Linked DNA regions of Oryctolagus cuniculus: region 2 is linked to region 1. Evidence: chromatin contacts called from public Micro-C data. All regions are on one chromosome and are shown on one strand. The core of a region is the stretch at or near the end of the contact, and the rest is flanking DNA. Distances in the headings are between cores, read along the strand shown. Region 1 overlaps SUSD1 (sushi domain containing 1). Region 2 holds the start of PTBP3 (polypyrimidine tract binding protein 3).

Region 1 (6,506 bases), core at 235-2,734:
TTTCCCTCTCGCAGCTGTCTACGTAGTGCACATTTCCCAACCAGTCCACTTGCCCCTGCTTCTGGGAAGTTCGTTAGCACTCTCTACTTCTCTTTGTGGCACCAGCGATGCCGTGCCCTTGGCGTTGTCATACACTTGACAGTGTGTCACGCGGGGTTGTTTAGTGGACAAAGCGCTTGTGCATCAGGACTGTGGCTTGCATTGGGACTTCAGAGTGGGAAGGCACAAAGACCACCCGAGTGAGAAGAGAGGCCGTAGCAAGGGAGGCAGCCCCCAGGGCACGTGTTCGGCAGAGACTGAAAAGCAGGCGGTGAGGTGGGAAAGATTTGTGGTGAGTGAAAGGGACGGCTCTGCCTGGGGAAGCTGGAAGAGCCTCACGAGCAGCAGGCATCCTGTGTGATTGGTTAATGGGTTGGCCCTAAGTTGGAAGGAGGGGCAAAAATTAAGCAAAACTGGCCGTTACTAAGTCCAACCCCGCTGGGCTGATTGCTACAGAGGTTGTGGTTTGAGTTCCCGGTCTGATGGCTGCAGATTGTGGGTCAGAGTTCTGTTTCCATGTGGGGGCTGACCAGTCTCTTGCTGACCACGTGTGCAGGATGGCGTTTAGTGAGGGAGACGTGTGGGGAAGGGGAGCTGCAGTCGGCTGGCCTGGGTGTGCCAGGGAAGGCTGAGAGGATAATGGGTCGAGCAGGAGGGTATTGGCAGGTGGGGGTGGGCGGCTGGGTGTGGTGCCAGGCGCCTGGGGAACCCAAAGGTTAGGAATGAGCCAGGAGGGTGGAACCTGTCACTCCTGTTCCTTCACCTTCCTCTGGCGTTGCTGTGAGTCTGGGAGTGGCTGTGGGACTTGCCGGCTCAGGCCTGGCTGGGTTCAGAAGGCCAGAGCGGGAAGGCTCGGAGGCCTTGAGAATCATGGGGCGCGGTGGAGCCGTGGTGCGAGCGTGGGGCAGCTGTGACGCGCACCCGGCTCCCCTGGTCGTGCCTGTCCTGGCGTGGGCGTCACGCGGTCTTCATAATCACAGCGGCATGTTCGTTCTTTTTTTTTTTTGACAGGCAGAGTGGACAGTGAGAGAGAGAGAGAGAGACAGAGAGAAAGGTCTTCCTTTGCCGTTGGTTCACCCTCCAGTGGCCGCCGCGGCCGGCACACCGCGCTGATCCGATGGCAGGAGCCAGGTGCTTCTCCTGGTCTCCCATGGGGTGCAGAGCCCAAGCACTTGGGCCATCCTCCACTGCACTCCCGGGCCACAGCAGAGAGCTGGCCTGGAAGAGGGGCAACCAGGACAGAATCCGGCGCCCTGACCGGGACTAGAACCCGGTGTGCCGGCGCTGCAGGTGGAGGATTAGCCTAGTGAGCTGCGGCGCCAGCCACGTTTGTTCTTCAGAGTGGGGACGGGGAGGAGACGGTGGATGGTTTTGGAGTGATTGAAAGTTGCTTGATGTAGTGGACAGGATCCGAGGGTTTGAAGATCCCCTCTGACCTGTCTTCCACCTGCAGGGACTCTGTCCTGGCCATATCGTCAGCCTTCTGGCTGGATCCTAACATGGGAGACGGGAGTTTGGCTTAGTGTCTAGACTGCCATTTGGGATGCCTGCATGCCTCACTCTGAGTCCTGGCTCCACTGTGGATTCCAGCTTCCTGCTGCTGGGCACCCTGGGAGACAGTGCTGAGAACTGAAGTAATTGAGTCTAGGAGACCCGGATTGAGTTAGCCCAGCCAAGTCCTGGCTATTATCTGCTTTTGGGGAGTGAGTCAGTGGATGAGAGCTCTGCCTGCCTGCCTTTCAAATAAATAAATAAAAATAATTAAAAAATTATTTAAAAGAACACCCGACACATCTTCAAGTGGACTCCCAGGTCTCTGTGGCTCAAAACGATAAGTAGTGGTCTGTTGACCTCAGCTGCGTAGAGCCGAGGTGGGAAGTGAATTGCATGGAAGGAGAAAAGGCATGCATGCAGCTGGAGAATGAGTCAGGTGTGAGGCAGCGTGTGGCGGGAACAGGCAGGGGCGCGGTGCGTGGCCGCCGGACGTGAGTGATGGGGTGGGGCCTGCGTTAATGGCTGCCTTAACTCAAGACTCAGCATGGGGACTGGGGCCTGGGTGTGCAGCGGTTTCTGGCCCAGAGGCCAAGTGTGGGGCCCTCGGCCCATGGATCTTGGTGAAACAAGAAAGTAAACAGAAGAAAGCACAAGGAAACTGAACAGCTTTGCACGAGAGAAGGTGTCCAGGCTGTAGATGGGGACTGTCCGACGGTTCAGGTTGCCCTAAAGCATTTCACTGTTTGAGGGAGTAGGGAGCTCTCCATCTTGGGGCATTTTGAAGCAGAGGTTATGTTTTTGTTTCTGCAGTTGTTTTATTTATTTATTTTTTTTACTGCCAGGATGTTGGAGGGGAGAGGGAGTGAGGTTTCCCAGGTTCCTTCCATCTGGGGGCAGTGGAGGGGGGCGGAGTTTGATGCAGTCCCTTAAGGGCAAGGCGGTTTCAGGGGTGGTGGAGACTATTGCCTTCCTCGCTGAGTTTTGGGCCCCCTCCGCGTACTTCCTCAGCCCACGTTCTGTCTCCGCATGTCTTTACAAGCTTGCGAAACAGAGTCTCAAGGCACTCCTGCAGTAACTTAGCTCTGAACAACTGGAGCTTATGTCAAGCAAGATGGCTTTACCATCGAGCGTTCCACTTGTGCCCTGAGACCACCTGCACCCCTGCCTGTGTGCCATCCTGAGCAGCAGGGTTGCTTAGTTGTCACAGAGCGAGGAGCAGGTGGACCTGGATGAAGAGAGGGGGAGCTGGATGGTGCCTTTTGAGTCGGGTTTTCCCGGGGGGCTGGGCGGGTAGGGGAGGACGGGGAGGAGAGTGCTTATGTAAATGTGGATGGATTGGATGGTTTCTAAGGTGTCAGCCCATGAACAGGTCAGCCACTGCCCACCCAAAGCTGCTGCTATGGGTTTGTGCACTGGGTACGGTCCTCCGTTATTCTTCCCAGTTAGCGGAATTGGCTGGTTCTTCCATGAACAAGGAGTTGTTGGGTGGCTGTTTTAGCAAGGCCTAACGTATCGTAGTTGCATTATGTGTGTTGACTCACTTACCTTCTAATCCTTACAATAACTGTAGGAGGTAAGGTTGCTATCCTTAATTTACAGATGTATAGAAAACCGAGGAACAGAGCGCACCAAGGGTTACACAGCTAGTAAGTGGCAGAGCTAGGGTTATAACTTGAGTGTTTTAACCACTATGCCCAATGCCAGGCACTGCATATTGCAGACTGTTTCTAATGGTAACAAGATCTATGGAAATAGACATGGATGTTCATTTGCATACATTTGCATAGTGCTTTGGAGTTCACACTGTATTTCTGTTTCTCATTTAATTAAAAAAACTTTTAAAAAATGATTTATTTCACTTGAAAGAGAGAGATTGATCTTTTTTTCTTTTTAAAGATTTATTTATTTATTTCAAAGGCAGAGTTATAGAGATGCAGAGACAGAGAGAGGTCTTCCATTCACTGGTCACTACCCAAACAGCCTCAATGGCCATTGGCCGCTCCGAAGCCAGGAGCCAGGAGCTTCTTCTGGGTCTCCCACATGGGCGTGTGGCAAAAGGACTTGGGCCATCTTCTGCTGCTTTCCCAGACCATAGCAGAGAGCTGAATTGGAAATGGAGCAGCTGGGACTTGAACCGATGCCCATATGGGATGCTGGCACTGCAGGCAGTGGCTTTACCCACTATGCCACAGTGCCGGCCCCCAAGATGGGTCTTCTGTCTATTCATTCACACCCCAGATGGTTGCGATGGCCAGGGCTGAGCCAGTCCAAATCCAGGAGCCAGGTACTTCATCTGGGTCTCCCATTTGGGTGGCAGGGGCTCTGATACTTGGGCCATTTTATGCTGCTTTCCCAGGTGCATTAGCAGAGAGCTAGATTGGAAGTTGAGCAGCTGGGACATAAACCAACACCCATATTGTGGGGAGCAACTCGGACTAGACTGTTACTGGAATTAAGACTTATTCTATGCATCTGCTCTCCCACAATATGGCGCTGAGAACGGAGTAACAACTTCTATGCAGCTGCCTCTCGCCAACTTGAGTGATGACCTGCAGGAGCTGATCCTGCTCCTGATTGGAGGAGAGCAGCGTACTCGGCGTGTGGGTAGCAGAGTTGGGATTGGTGGAAGAGGACTATAAAGGAGGAGAGAGACAACATGCACCGGGAACATCTATCTGAAGGAACACCTGAGCAGCCCCCGAGAGAGCCGGCCGGTGGTGTGCCGCTCCCCCGCGGAAGTGGGGAAAGTGGCAGGGGGAACCGCCCTTCCACGGAGGTGGAAGGGTCGATAGCCAACCCGGGAAGAACCAGCAGCAAACCCGGGGAGGGCCGAGCAGACAAAAGAACAACGCAGGGTCCTGTGTCGTTCCTCCGCAAAGAGGGGGAGCGACACATATGAGATGCTGGCATTGCAGGTGGTGGCTTTACTTGTTATGCCACAACACCAGCCCCTAAAAACATTTTTTAAAAAGATTTATTTATTTGAAAGGTAGAAAAACTGATTTTCCATTCATTATTTCACTCTTCAAATGGCTGCACATCCAAGTCTGAGTCAGGTTGAAGCCAGGACCTTAGAATTCTATGTGGGTCTCCCATGTGAGTTGAGGGGCTCAGGCACTGGTCCCTCTTCAGCTGCCTTCCCAGGCTCATTAGCAGGTAGCTCCATTAGAAGCAGAGCAGCTGGGACTCGAACTGATACATCGAAATGGGGTACCTGATGAAGCAAGTAGCTTAACCTGCTGTGCCTCAACTCTGGCCCCTAAACATTTATTTACTAGAGAGAAGAGGGACAGAGAGAGAGAGAGAGATGGACAAACCACATAGTGACAGCTGTAAGGCCACCACAAAACACATCGAACACCAGAGTAAGGGAAAGGTTTTATTGGCAGGGAAATCCAACAGGCTGGAGGGAGAGGGGTCTAGAGAGTGAGGTCAGAGAGCATGTGTGCAGGAAGCAGGTCCTGTTATATTCTTGCAGGGTGCAGGGAAGTAGGAGCACCAAATCCCGCTAGGGTTGGGGTGGAGCTGACGCTTGTGGTTGGGCCATGTGGTCCCCTGACTTCTAGCAAGCTAGGCCGTGCTTAGGACCAAAGCTTATTGTGCAAGATGGCGCCACGGATAAGGCCGCACCATTTTGCTAACAACAGCCATCTCTGATCCACTGGTTTGCTCTCCAAAAGCTGGCGACAGTTGGAACTGGGCTGAGGCTGAAGCTGGGAGCCAGGAACTCCATGCTGGTTTCCCTGGTGGGTGGTCGGGGTTCACTTCCCTGAGCCGTCACCTGCTGCCTCTCAGGGTCTGCACTGGCAGGAAGCGGAGTCTGGAGCTGGAGCTTGGAGTTTTTACAGCACTGTCTCCATCTGGTGGATTAAAGCTGGAGCACTGACAAGTTTCCCTTGCGTAAAACCACGTAACCAGGGAGCAAGACAGAAGACTCCAACCCTGGTTGAGACCCCTAAACCTGTCTCTCTCTCTCATCGGATGTGGTTTTAGCTGGCTTAGTCACTGCAGAGCAGAGAATGGAAGTGTGACACAGGCTCTTAGTATTAAATCCAGTTATGAGTTGGCCACTCTGTCTTCGGGTGTCTTGGTCAGTTTCCGTTACGACAGTGAAATACCAGGGTAACTTATCAATCAAAGAGGCTTATTTAGCTCACAGTTTTGGAGGTTGAAAGTCACTGTTGTTAACTGAGCTTTCTTGTGAGTCCCTTTGGCTGAGCACCACCTGGTGGATGGCTGCTTCGTGGTAGATCACGTGACCTTACAAGAAGCCAGAGTGGGGTGAGAAGCTGCTCTTGCTCTTTGCATAGCAACCCTCCTGCATCACTTCTGAGGGCAGTGCCCCCAGCGGCCTCCCGCTCTGTTCCACCGCTTTAAAGTCCCACCCCTTAACACTGCCACAAGGGGGACCAAGCCTGCAGCACACCAGCTGTTGGAGATAAGCCACATCCAAATGGTTGGTAGCACCAAGTGGCTCTTAACTAAGCCAAAGGCTGCTGAACAGTGGCCTCTGCCGTGTGGTCAGAAGCAGTCTCTCCTGTCTGTCCTAGGATACTTGGCTGAAGTCTCTAGACTACTTGGCTTAAGTCTCTAGAATTTCCTACAGACCAGGCTGATCAGGGCTAAGTTGTAAGTGTCACCTGAGCCCCTCACTCAGCCACTGTCTCTCCTGCAGGTGTCTGAGAAGTTTTGCTAGCCTGACACCCAGCTTGTCTTTTTTTTTTCCCCCCAGCATGGGGAGCAAGGATTTTTTTTTTAAACTTTTATTTAATGAATATAAATTTCCAAAGTACGACTTATGGATTACAATGGCTTCCCCCCCATACTGTCCCTCCCACCCGCAACCCTCCCCTTTCCCACTCCCTCTCCCCTTCCATTCACATCAAGATTCATTTTCGATTATCTTAATATACAGAAGATCAGCTTAGTATACATTAAGTAAGGATTTCAACAGTTGGGAGCAAGGATTTAAT
Region 2 (6,970 bases), core at 406-2,905, 160 kb before region 1:
TTCTCAATTAAACATTTTTTTTTTAAACATTTGTTTATTCACTTGAAAGACAGAGTTTCAGAGACTTAGAGAGAGCTTCCATCTGGTGATTCACTCCCTACATGGCCACAGTGACTGTGGCTAGGCCAGGCCAAAGCCAGGAGCTTTTTCTGGGTCTCCCAGGTGGGTGCAGGGGCCCAAGCATTTGGGCCATCTTTTGGTGTTTTTCCAGGCACATTAGCAGAGGGCTGGATGGAAAGTGGAGCAGCTGGGATTCTGGACTCAGGCCTTGGCTTAGCCGCCATACCACAGTGCCAGCCCCTGAAACCTTAAATTTCCACCTGACAATGCAGGGTGGCAATGTTTGCAAATTTAGTCTTAGGACTTAACATACAAAAAAATATATACACTCAACGTTTTGGGAAAAAGGGACTGAAGTACTTAAAACATGTCCTTAGTGAATTATATACCCTATTTAAAGATTTCTTTTTTGTCCACAAAAGCCATACACTGACCAAGGGGTCTACCCAGTCCTGAAGGGTGGAATCTAATTTTTGCGTATCCCTGCAGTGGCTGGCACACAGTACATGCGCAATAAGTACTGACTGCACGATGGGTGAATCCAGTTTAAATCTTTTCAGGAGCCCCCACTTGCTTTTCAAATGAGGTGACAGAGGGAAGGGACTTTTCTAGGAGAGCAAAATAATTTGGTTGAAGACAGCATTTAATGGCTCACGTTTTGGTGATCTGGGGATGGAAAAAAATCATTCAAATCTCAGAACTAAGACTACAAAAGGAGAAAAAAAAAGCGTATGGTCGCTGGTTATATACACCCATTATAGATAATATGTAAATAAATATCTTTTTTTTTTCTCAGATTACAGGGAAGGGCTCTGTGCAAAAGTTTCCTCGTTATGAAATCGCGGGCAAATCACTCCATGTCTGTATTTTTCAACCGAAAAAAGCGAATAATCTTTTCCTAAACACCCTCTTCCCCCAAACACACACCCCTGAGGAATGAATGAGCGAACTTTCGGAACACGCCGGTAATGCACTGAACGTTTCAGGTCAACTCGCACCCTGAGAGCCCCGTGAAAAACTCAGAGGTCCTCCAGTCCGGGGGGTCTCAGAGCCTCAGTCGTCTTCGCAACCGCACCTCGCGGGCGACGGCCGATCGCAGGGCCCGTCCGGATCGGGGCTCGACCCTCCCTAGGTCTGCAGGCCGGCGCTCCGCTGACCACGGCCAGTGGGTGGCCTCCGGTGCGCCACCGACAGGGGGGCAATTCCGCCTCTGTCCTGGGGTCCTGGAGGGACACCCTTACCTACGCGAACGAGCCAGGTTCCCCCCAGGCTTTTCCCGCCGGCAGAGGGAGGAGTTCAAGCCGGACCGCCCCAGCTTGCGAAGCCGGAAGACCCGCGCAGCCGGGGCGGGGCGGACGGCGGAGCGGGAAGCACAAGGCGCGCGCTCCCGCGAACGCAGGCGGGGGGAGGTGCCGGGGGCGCGCACGCGCGCCGGGCCGAGAGCCAGGGGGCGGGGCCTCACGCCGACAGACAGCAGGAAGAGGGCGCCCTGGAGCCGAGCCGGAGGCCGGCTGAAAGCGGGCCAAGGGTGGGTGCGAGCGCAGGGGCGGGCCCCCAGGGAGGGCGTCGACGCCGCGGGGGCGGGGTCAGGCCAAGCGGGGACGCGCTCGCGGGGTGGGGAAGGCGGGGGCGCGGCGGTGGCGGGAGCGTGCCCGGTCCCCGCCCCTGTTTCCCACTCTCCTTCCACCTCCGACCGGCCGGGGCTCGGCAGAGGCGCCGCACGTCAGTCCCCGGAGCCGCCCAGCTGCCGCTGCCTGGCCTGCTCCGCTCGCGGTGAGCCCGTCAGTTCCCGCACCGTGCGCTCCTCCAACTGGGCCATGGATGGGTAAGTGCTTGGCGGCGCGGCGGCCGTGCCGGGCTGCGCTGGCCCCGCTTCCTCCCTCGGCGCGTCCCGCCAAGGCCGGGGAGCCCGGGCGCGGCGCCGGCGGCCCGAGGAGCGGCTCCGGCCGGGCTCGACGGCGGGGCTTCCGGGCGCCTCGGTGGGGGGACCTCCGAGTCGCGGAGGCGCCGTGCGCCGCAGCCGCTCCTTCCTGCACGCGGCGGCCCCGCGGCGTCCGCCCCTTCACACCCGCAACAGCGCACACCCCGGGAAGCGAAGGGGAACCCGGTGCAGCCGCCGGGGGGCCGGGTCCGCCCTTCGCGCTCCGAGTCCCGGGAGCCTGGCCGGCCGGCCGGCCTCCCGACACTTCCTCTCAAAAAATGGTGCGCGGCGCCGGGGGAGGCGGAGGCGGCGCTCGGGGCGGGCGCCGGTCCTGCCGCGCTCCGGTCCTGCCGCCTGGGGAGTTGCTGTTTACCGGCGAGGTGGGGCGAGTGCCGGCGCTCTCCCCGGCGGCGAGGCGAGCGGCGAGCGCGCGCGTCCGGACACGTCTGGGCGGCGACCGGGTGCCGAACCCCGGCCCGGCGCGGGGAGGCTCGGGGCCGCCGGGCACTGGCCCAGGTCCCCCGACCCGGGCTGTGGGGATACGGTAGTCATTTCTGGGTACCTAGCGTCTGGTACCGCGACCTGGTGGCCGCGGACCCTTCCCCGTCGCGCCCCCACCCCTGAGAAACTTCCTGATCGCGCTGTCCTGTGTGTGTGAAAAACACTGTGAAAGTGTCATTTTTCAGGCAGCTTTCAGAGGCTCAAAAATGGATTAGGTCCTCGACCTTTAAAATAATAACAAAAATTTGGAATCACCTGCACTGTAAAACAGTTTCTCTGGGGACTCGGGGTGTAGGGTGGGACCTGACATGTTAATTATTAGGAAAAAAAACTAGGATTTTGGTAAATTAATTGAAGGTTCGTAGTATGTGCATCAGGATTTAGAAAAGTCCCAGCTCTGTCCGAGTTAGAGGTTGCGAATCCATTTATTTATTCCATTTTACACTTGAGGTTTTGCTTGGCCTGTTACCTACTTTGGATGATAAGGTTTCTATAAGCCCCTTGCTTGTGGAAGATGCGGGACTAGCTTGGACAGTGAAAGCCACTTACATGTTGCCATGCATGATGGTTGTTGTCGTGCTGTGTAAAGACGATGGAATCTTCCAACAATTTTTGTCCTCATAAGATTTCATTTATCTTAGTTTCACAATACGAAATGTGTGATACTAGGGAATAACTCATTTGAATCCAGATTGCACGCTCTTAAAGACATCAAATTACAATTTTAGAATTTATGGTTGTGATCATCTTTAAAGTATTGCTTTTTATGTAGATGGAAATGCTTTATTGTCTAGTTGAAGCTCTCTGCGAACACTGTGGAAGATTTAGGTCTATTTCACATTACCTTACTCAGTTACATTTTGTGTATGTGCAAGATTTTGCTGTTTCAATGATTTGTGTCATTATGCCAGTTTTCAGTCCAGGAAGGCCATGAAATTATTGTTTTGGTATTTGTAGGGAATTGTGGCTAGAAGGTTTGACTTTATTTAGGGAAGCAAGCTAGCTTTTCCTGTCCTAAAATTTATAGTTATAATAAAGAAAAGTTTTATAATAAAAACAACTTTTGGAACTTCTTTGTTAAGCTCTTGAACAACTGAGCAGTGCCAGCTTATTCTTTGGCTAGTGTTTAAAAAGTTTGTGGTTTTGAAGTGAAGAATGAGTTTATTGGTCTAAATATGGAGGGTAGTGACACAGATAGTGGAAGGTAAGTTCATTAGGTAGCTCAAGTAGGAGCATGATTGGCCGCCTGTGTCAGGACTAGTAACCATAGGTATTGCACAGTTTTACTTTCAAGTTTCAAAGGTCTAGAAGGAAAAACAAAATCGACATAGTTATTGTTTAAAACAAATTACATGGCTTAACAGTCCACCCAGAGTCATATATTTGTTTACTTTTATGAAGTGATGATGACATTGTAGGTTATTAACAGAGTGTGGAATTGACTTCTACTTTCTTTTAGCAGATAGGGAGGTAAAGTATTGATTGAAGACATAGAAGAGATACATTTTTGTATGGCAGAACTTTATAATAGGAGTTTTTACACTCTGGTCTTGAAAGATATGGTGTTGAATACAGTGAATTTTTGCCTTTTGGAGGTTAATTAAATTTCTCTATTTTCCCACAACCTGAAAAGTTATCTTTCCCTTATGTTGGGTAGTTTAAAAACAAACAAACCACCAGGCAACATAGTCTTCTTTTTAGTTCCTCTTCAAATTCCAGCTGCCTTTTGTGTGTGTGTATGTGCTCATTTCCCGCTAAGAGATAATTTGAACTTAAGCACAGTTTTGACATGGTAGAATTTTCTAAAAGGCAAATCGTTTCTCTGAAAATTTTGATGTCTGAAACTTGATGTTCATATTTATTTTAGCTCTCAGAGATTGACTTAAGTATATTTTGGTGCGCAATCATGGTTGGGAAATGGCCGATTCGCAAAATATCTTAGACTTCTGTAAAATCCAAGCACTAGTTTTGTTTCATTTAAAATTTTAGACATGATCATTCATACCAGTGATTTAAAAGAACGTAGTAACTTTAAGTTTTGGTTTGAGTTTGTTAAGTAAAGGTAAATGAGTAAACACATAATCATTTTGTTGAAGCACAATTACACTTTTCTAAATAGTGAGGTGATTTCTTATATTGTTGCCCAGTCTTTGCTTTTATACTCTGCTGTTGCTAGACTGTCCCATCATTTTTCTTTGTATTAACATTTCATAACTCATCACATTCTTATTTTTATTATTTGTTATTGTAATGCTTTTTCTTTTTTCTTTAATCTTATTATCTCTGTCTTTTAAAAACTTGTTCTCTAACTTTGTTTTCCATTTTCTCTTTTTACTTTTTCCATACAGTGTTGTTACAGATCTTATAGCAGTCGGTTTAAAGGTAGGAATCTTTTACTCTCCTTTCATAAGCATTTTTATATCTTAGTTTTTTGCATTTTTTCCAATGGTGAAATCATCTCACCTGTTCATAGAATTATCTGTTTATTTGTATGGTGATGACTTTTTATTTTTATTTAGCTCCAACGTGAGTAGATCTGTAGTTTGCATTTTATATATTTATAAGGAGGAACTATGTTATTATTTATGAAATACGAAGAAAGGGCAGCTCAAAGAAACATGGACTAACAAGAAGTTTTTTGTTTTTGTTTTGTTTTAGCAGTTAAATGTAAACTACACTCTGATTTTCTTCATATCTTGTTCTTTTATCCTCTTTCATGATTGTGCTTGCAAGTAATAAAATAATAATAGCAGTTGATACTTATTTTTTCATTACTTACTGTGTGCCAGGTGCTTTACCTGTGTTTTCATTAGTAATTATAGTAATCCGTCAAGGTAGGTAATTAATATTCTTGTTTTAGAGATTTAAAAAATGAGTTGCGAAAGTCTGTGTCCATTTACAGTGTACTGCTGTTCCACTCCTATCTTCCTGATTCCAAAATCTGAGCATTTTTGTTAGTAGCCACCATCAGTGAAGGTCCTACCTAAAAGGCTAGAAAACTGGATAATTAATATTTTACGTTGATGATTTTTCTGAGTTATAGATCATTTTGGTTTTATCAACACCTCACTGTATTTTATAAGTAATTTCATCAGTATACCGCTTTTAAGACATCAGTGGGCATTAAAGTTTTTCTTTAGTAATTTGGTATTTAATATAGTTGAGACTCTAGTTCTCTAAGACACTTACATATTTAGATTATTGTAGAAAAAAAGAAATAGTTCATCTTTGTATTATGTGTGTTAAATAGCCCTTGTGTAAGTACCTGTAGGGGAAGAAATACTTAAAGGGAATTGTTTTGATTTTATTAAAAATGTAACTTGTGATTCTAGAATTTTATTTGGCAAAAATGAACACAGGAGACATTTACAAAACCTAACCGTTTAGGAGTTAAGAAATTATGCTTGAATCTCAGACTGTCATGTTGTTGTGGGGAAAATTACATCTTGATGCTTAATGAAAGAAAATTTAAATGTTAGGTACAGGAGTCATATTTGAATATAGGACTTGACTTTCTGGCTCCAAAGTGCAGAAAACAAAAACTAAATCCTCGGGTAGGTGTTGTGGCGCAGCAAGTTAGGCCACTGTTTGGAATGCCTGCATCCCGCATCATTGTACTGGTTCAAGCTCTTTTGGTTTTTTGGCTCAAGCTTTTGATCCAGCATTCCTGCTAATGCACTGTGGGAGGCAGCAGATCTTGGCTCAGGTGATTGGCCCTTGCCACCCACTTAGGAGACTGATGGAGTTCCAGGCTCCTGACTTCTGCCTGGCCCAGCCCTGGCTGTTGCCTCCACTGGGGGAGAGAAATAGAGGTTGGAAGATCTTGTGTATGTCTGACTGCCTCTCTGTTGTTTCAAGTAGATGAAGTGAAATAAATATTAAAGAAAGATCAGATCACAATAGAGAACATGAACTGATCAGTTAAAAAATCTTTATAGATTTAAGTATTGGAAAGGTACTTTGAAATTATTCATATAGAATTTCTCATAAAATAAGTTTTAATCGGTTTTTCTTGAATATTATCTGAGGAAGTTTAATTACCAAATAATAGGCCAATAAGACTCATTGCATCTTTATTTTTTTTTAAGATTTATTTATTTGAAAGAGTTACAGAGAGAGGTAGAGCCAGAGAGAGAGATGAGCATGAGGTCTTCCATCTGCTAGTTCACTCCACAAATGACCTTAATGGCCAGAGCTGAGCTGATCCAAAGCCAGGAGCCAAGAGCTTCTTCTGGGTCTTCCATGTGGGTACAGGATCCCAAGGACTTGGGTCAGCTTCTACTTTCCCAGGCCGTAGCAGAGAGCTGGATTGGAAGCGGAGCAGCCAGGATTCAAACCGGCGCCCATATGAGTTGCTGCAGGCCAGGGTTTTAACCCTGGGCTACACTCTAGCCCCAACTCATCACATCTTGATTATTTGAAAGATAAGCCAATAGTTAATCCCTCTGCTGTCTGAATATGATGACAGAACAAATGATTTTAGCCAGT

Evidence for each region. Hi-C and Micro-C count contacts between places; a contact is called where the count stands out from the background.
Region 2: a contact with region 1 is called in a Micro-C map of ear pinna, with 2.5 times the contacts expected there. The contact joins the promoter of PTBP3 here to the enhancer-like site in region 1. A contact is called at or near these places in 2 of 6 Hi-C or Micro-C datasets (ear pinna and an unstated tissue).

The regions. Positions count from the first base shown.
Region 1 is chr1:215,764,634-215,771,139 of mOryCun1.1, reverse strand. The region is part of intron 1 of SUSD1 (sushi domain containing 1); the gene reads left to right. Among named protein-coding and RNA genes, the nearest start is that of SUSD1, 8.8 kb to the left of the region's middle. Within about 2 kb of position 1,484, at least 2 of the 8 cell types and tissues checked have an H3K27ac peak or open chromatin away from gene starts, as enhancers often do. A contact at or near this core is called in ear pinna, where this site is marked.
Region 2 is chr1:215,919,543-215,926,512 of mOryCun1.1, reverse strand. PTBP3 (polypyrimidine tract binding protein 3) reads left to right here and starts at 1,655. Exons shown (of 14, transcript XM_051843126.2): 1 at 1,655-1,885.